Linked DNA regions of Pan troglodytes: region 2 is linked to region 1. A link is a contact called in public HiChIP or PLAC-seq data. All regions are on one chromosome and are shown on one strand. The core of a region is the stretch at or near the end of the contact, and the rest is flanking DNA. Distances in the headings are between cores, read along the strand shown. Region 1 holds the start of MAN2C1 (mannosidase alpha class 2C member 1). Region 2 holds the start of SNUPN (snurportin 1).

Evidence for each region. HiChIP or PLAC-seq counts read pairs in DNA pulled down with a chosen protein or histone mark.
Region 2: a contact with region 1 is called in an H3K4me3 HiChIP or PLAC-seq map of stem cell-derived excitatory neurons, with 4 times the contacts expected there. The contact joins the promoter of SNUPN here to the promoter of MAN2C1 in region 1. A contact is called at or near these places in 1 of 7 Hi-C or Micro-C datasets (induced pluripotent stem cells), 1 of 1 datasets of contacts at active chromatin or transcription factors (stem cell-derived excitatory neurons) and 1 of 1 other capture datasets (stem cell-derived neural stem cells).

Annotation. Positions count from the first base shown.
Region 1 is chr16:67,303,425-67,306,304 of NHGRI_mPanTro3-v2.0_pri, reverse strand. MAN2C1 (mannosidase alpha class 2C member 1) reads left to right here and starts at 1,450. Exons shown (of 26, transcript XM_016927213.4): 1 at 1,450-1,917; 2 at 2,212-2,337; 3 at 2,744-2,867. The coding sequence starts at 1,817.
Region 2 is chr16:67,553,741-67,556,665 of NHGRI_mPanTro3-v2.0_pri, reverse strand. SNUPN (snurportin 1) reads left to right here and starts at 1,496. Exons shown (of 9, transcript NM_001328317.1): 1 at 1,496-1,793.

The DNA of each region.
Region 1 (2,880 bases), core at 201-2,700:
TTACGCAAGTCTTAGTTGTAACCAGCAATGTTCTGTGTGTTTTATGTTTGCTTTTTAGTTAAAAATCACCACCACCACCAAAAAGAAAAACAAAATTTTTTGGCTCCTGGATTTTCAAAACACATGGTAGACCTCTCTGATTTTAGGCTTTTATTGTTTAAAGACAGTGTCTCGCTTTATGACCCACACTGGAGTGCAGTGCCACGATCATAGCTCACTGCAGGCTTGACCTCCCAGGCTCAAGCAGTCCTCCCACCTCGGCCTCCTGAGTAGCTGCATGCCACCACGCCCAGCTAATTTTTTAACTTTTTGTAGAGACAGGGTCTTGCTATGCTGCCCAGGTTGGTCTCAAACTCCTGGCCTCAAGCTGTCCTCCCACCTCGGCCTCGCAAAGTGCTGAGATTACAGGTGTGAGCCACCAGAGCTGGCCTGATTTTAGGCTTTTTTTGTACTGGGGAGAAGAGACTGAGCCAAAGTGTAGGGTGCCAAAAAGAGCTTTGTGGGATGAGATTTTAGGGCAAAGCTGGGGCAGTGTCTGACTTGGCGGTGGTCATGTGTACTGATTTAGGGGAAAGATCTTGAGGTTTTCTCAAATAATTCACCTATCCCCGTGTTCCCTCAAGAAAGGTCATGTTGACCTGGAACCATAGGGGAAATTGGTGGGGTGTGATCAGGGTCAGCCCCAGCTGTTGCTGCCCCTGCAGTGTTTTGTCCAGAGCACTTGCCTGCAGGTCCGGATAGGATTTCAAGGCCAGTTCAGGAGAAAGTCCCAACCCACCAGTGCAACCAACAAAAGAGTAAGTTTTACCTACAGCCTGGGTTTTCACAAGTAGCATTTTTATTCCTCCTGCTGTCTGACATCTGAGCTCCAAGCTCTAAACCCAACCTGTATTATATGCAGCAGCAGGTTATCTTTATTTTAAATCACATTTGTTATTCTGTACTTAGTCACCTTTCCGTGTGATCTGCATTTGAAATGTTGTAAACTTGGTCAGTATTTCCATTAAAATATCAGGGCTAATCTTGTGTATTTTTTTTTTGTTCCTAATGATTTTATAGACAAAGACTCTTGGCAACCCCAGGAGAAAAAAATAAAGCTGTCAGTGGAGTACTAGGGATGAGAATGAAACTGGAGGTCTGTTTCTGGTATTATGGCTTCCCGGGACTCTACAGTCCTGTATGGTGAAATACATTTTTCCATTGGGATCGTCAATGCCATGACTGTTCTGCCACCTCAAACTCCAGAGTTTCTGGTGATGTGCAAGAGTTAGCAATATATATTCAGTAAAGCGTGTAATCGAGTAAGTCGTAGTAACTTGGGCGTAAAGCTCTACCTCCCTGCTCACTAACACCCTGATCTCCGTCCGGTATGAAAACACCTATTCCGGGTAGTCTGGCTCCACGTTAAGCAAACACCACTTTCCGTGTTCACCGACAGCTAGAGCCAGAGGTCTCCCGGTTGCTGATTCTGAGGCTGGGTCTGCAGCAGCTGAGGCTCCCGCCTGTCTTGCCGAATGGCCTAAGTCTCTGTCTCGAGACTTTCGAGAGTTCTAATCGTCAAATTTCCCATTTTATTTTGAGATTTTCCCTGCGGCCCACTATTTCGGACAACATAGGAGAGCCTCAAAAACAGTTTCTAGCTTCCAACTCGGCTCAAAATTCAGACAGCAGCTGGGCTTCCGAGAGCCGCCCGTGTTCCAAGAAAAGCTGCCCGGGACTGGGAGGCGCCCTCTGGACGCCGGAACCTTTGGTTTCCTGCCGTGGAGCGGAACGGTAGCGCCAGGGGCCTTCCGGAAAGAGGAGCGAGAGCCCGGCGATGGCGGCTGCGCCGGCCTTGAAGCACTGGCGCACCACGCTGGAGCGGGTGGAGAAGTTCGTGTCGCCGCTCTACTTTACCGACTGTAACCTCCGCGGCAGGTGTGGCCCCTGGTCTCCCGCAGCCGGCCGACCGCAACCGTGCGCCTCAAGCTTTCCTTCCGGGGAGAAACCTAAGCTGCAGCCACCCGGGCCGCGGGACAAAGTGCCCGCCGCGGGCAGGGCAGGGCAGGGCAGGGGCCGGGGAGGAGGGGTTAGGGAATGGACTGTGCCGCGGAGCGGCCAGGCAGCCCTCTTGGCGGAGGATCCAGGGAAAGTGCGGCCCCACCGGCCAGCTGGTCCCCAGGCGGAAACGGGGCGGCCTCCAGCATGTGCCCACCGGCCCGTCCCACGCAGGCTTTTTGGGGCCAGCTGCCCTGTGGCTGTGCTCTCCAGCTTCCTGACGCCGGAGAGACTTCCCTACCAGGAGGCAGTCCAGCGGGACTTCCGCCCCGCGCAGGTCGGCGACAGCTTCGGACCCACGTAGGTAACGCCCAGCGGGTGGGCGGGGCCACGGGCCTAGGGGAAGTCCCAACCCAGCTCCCAGCCACACCTTCGTTGTCTGCCCTCTGCCGTAGACAGAGCAGCACCCTCTGCTGGGAACAGCTCTCTGGTCCCTGGGTCTTCAGGGGATGGTTTTCATTCCCACGTGGCCGCCTCTGGACATCTCTTAGGAAGGGCACCCTAGGGATCACGAACCTTTGACGCCTCTGCCTGTTTCCCTCATCTTGCTTCTCACCTTGTTGCTCCTTTCTTGTGACTCAAAGCTGAGTACCTTGTGACACTGCAGATGCTTGGAGAGTTTCAAGCCCCTGCCGACACTTTATCCAAGGAAGGATATCAGGATAGGACTTCTACCTCTAGGCCTATCACAACAGCTCTCTTGCAGATGGTGGACCTGCTGGTTCCGGGTGGAGCTGACCATCCCAGAGGCATGGGTGGGCCAGGAAGTTCACCTTTGCTGGGAAAGTGATGGAGAAGGTCTGGTGTGGCGTGATGGAGAACCTGTCCAGGTGAGGAACCCTG
Region 2 (2,925 bases), core at 247-2,746, 250 kb before region 1:
GTCTCTACTAAAAATACAAAAAAATTAGCCGGGCGTGGTGGCAGGCGCCTGTAGTCCCAGCTACTCAGTAGGCTGAGGCAGGAGAATGGCGTGAACCCGGGAGGCGGAGCTTGCAGTGAGCGGAGATTGCGCCACTGCATTCCAGAGCCTGGGCGACAGAGCGAGACTCCATCTCAAAAAAATAAAAAAAAATCTCACGTCCAGAAAAATTGGCCTTCCAGGGCCTCAGAACCCTTTTTACCAGTCTAGTAATAGCCTTTCATCAGCCTAATTTCCTATTCTTTTTAGTCTGAATGTATGGTGTAATGTGCATAAAATACACAAGTCCAAATTTTAGCATTCCGTGGACGCAAAATGTGCCAAAGGTGGATACTTTGCTTCTGTCATACATCAGTAGTCAACTTCTCTATACATCAAACTTTCAGCAAATTCAAACATTTTCCTTGAAAGCTGTGTTACTTTGGCCAAATTACTTAACCTCTCTGAGCTTCAGTGTGTCTACTTCCTCATGTCATGATTGAGAGTTAATATCTACTGGCTTAAAAAAGAAAAAAAAAGGGAAAAAATTAAATGAGATGATGGGTGTGAAGCAGGGATTGGCTGAATGTAAGCATTCAATAAATATTCAGTTTTAAAATTGTAATCTCAGCCTTCCCGCCCTGCAGAGGCTACACCCTAGCAGGACTTAATCTCCTAAATCTCTGCCGCTTACCCTAGTCTTTTGCACCAATTCAATCATTCCTTCACGCAGGGTCTACTGAGCGCCATCCCTTGTGCTGGACTCTGGCTACTTAAATAGGAATCAAGCCAGGTCCCTACCATTGCTCAGCCCGCAGCCGAGTGGGAAAGAAGCTCGCAAAAGCAGCAAACAGGCAGTAATCGAGGTATGGATCTGCTTTTGTTAAGGGCAAGTGGGGGAGCGAAGGTCTGTGTCTGAAACTTGGGTGTGAGGGGTTAGTTGGAGTAATCCAGGCAATTGGCACTGCCCGTTTAAGAGCACGGGCCCAAGAGGGGAAGGGGACTCCAGGTGAAGCCCTAAGGCCCAGGAAGATCTGCGGGAGGCGGCAGGGCCCAGGGCGTTGAATGCCCGGCCACAAGATCAGCCTCCTCCCATTGGCGAAAGGAGCCCCGAAGACCTTGTGTTCAGGAGGGAGGCCTCGGCCTGGTCAAGTCATCTAGCAGGAAGAGTCCCGGACAGTGCAAAGCAAATGCAAGAAGACCCCCTCCCTAGCCGATGGGAAATGCCCCAGCCGTTGAAGGCGGAAATAACGGCCTGTAGGCAACGGAACTCCCAGCGTTCGCAAAGGAGGGAGGAGCCGGAAACTCAGGGCGCGAGGCCTGTGGGCCCAGCGGTGAGGCAGCAGCTGGGGGCGGGGGGAGGGCGGGCCTAGCTTCCCAGGGCAGATGATTCGTCGGCCCCGGTGGCGGTGGCGGCGGCGCGTGCGACGGTCACCTCGGTTTCGGTGAGTCCCTGGGTTCGAGCCCGGGCCCCGCCAGCTGCCGAGTTGCCTCTCGGTGCCGGACTGTGACTCTCTCTGGCCGGCCCTGCACTCTGGCCTCCCGGGGCGTCATCTGGAGGGATAGAGCCAGGCCTGGGACTCCTTTTGGGAGAGTTTCCGTTCTTCTATTCCGTGCTGTCCGGCCAGGACCCCTCAGGGACTTTTGTGGGGCAGGGGCGAATCATGCATGGCCTAGATGACCCCATGCCTAGAAAAAGGCAGTGCGGGGCGGTGGCGGCGCGCACGGCCGAGTGAAGCAGATAGCGTCCCCGGGGCTGGAGCCCGGTAGCAGGGGTAGGGAAACGCGGAGGCTGCCAGGATGCGGACCCAGGGGACGCGAGGCGGGGGCGCCGGATGGGGAGACGCGAAGGAGGGGGAACGGGATGGGGGAGGGGGCTAGACAGGGAGGGAGGGTGGAGCGTGGGCGGGGCCTGGGGCGGGTCGGACTTTAGGGAGTTGGAGCGGGGGTTACTGGTGGAGAATAAGACCACCTGGGGCTAAGGTCCGAACACTTGGAGGCAGCACCATCCAAGGAATGGGTTGAAACAGCAGGAGCCCGGCGGGGCGCAGTGGCTCACGCCTGTAATCCCAGCACTTTGGGAGGCCGAGGTGGGCGGATCACCTGAGGTCAGGAGTTTGAGACCAGCCTGACCAACATGGTGAAACCCCATCTGTACTAAAAATACAAAAAAAATTAGCCGGGCGTTGTGGCGCGTGCCTTTAATCCCAGCTACTCGGGAGGCTGAGGCAGGAGAATCGCTTGAATCCGGGAGATGGAGATTGCAGTGAGCCGAGATCATGCCACTGCACTCCAGCCTGGGCAACACGAGCGAAACTCTGTCTCAAAACAACAACAACAAAGAAAAAACAAAACGAAACAGCAGGAACCCGCCAAGAACAGCCTTGAAGGAAGGTAAAGGAACCGCCCCAGTATCCAGGACATCAGTTTTCCTTTTTTTTTTCTTTTTGAGACTAAGTCTCAATCTGTCACCCAGGCTGGAGTGCAGTGGCACGATCTCGACTCACTGCAAGCTCCGCCTTCCGGGTTCACGCCATTCTCCTGCTTCAGCCTCCCGAGCATCTGGGACTACAGGCGCCCGTCACCATGCCTGGCTAATTTTTTTGTTTTTTGTTTTTTTTTTTTTTTAGTAGAGACGGGGTTTCACTGTGTTAGCCAGGATGGTCTCGATCTCCTAACCTCAGGTGATCTGCCCGCTTCAACCTCCCAAAGTGCTGGGATTACAGGCGTGAGCCACTGCGCCAGGCCCAGGACATCAGTTTCAAAGGTTGTGTGGTTCTTGGCAGAGCGGGAGCCCACACCAAGATAGTGCATGATAGGCCTAATAAAGGTGCTTTGGATTTGGTCATTACTGTGGTGATGAACTGAAAACATAATGACTTTTTAAAATTTTTTATCATGAAAGCT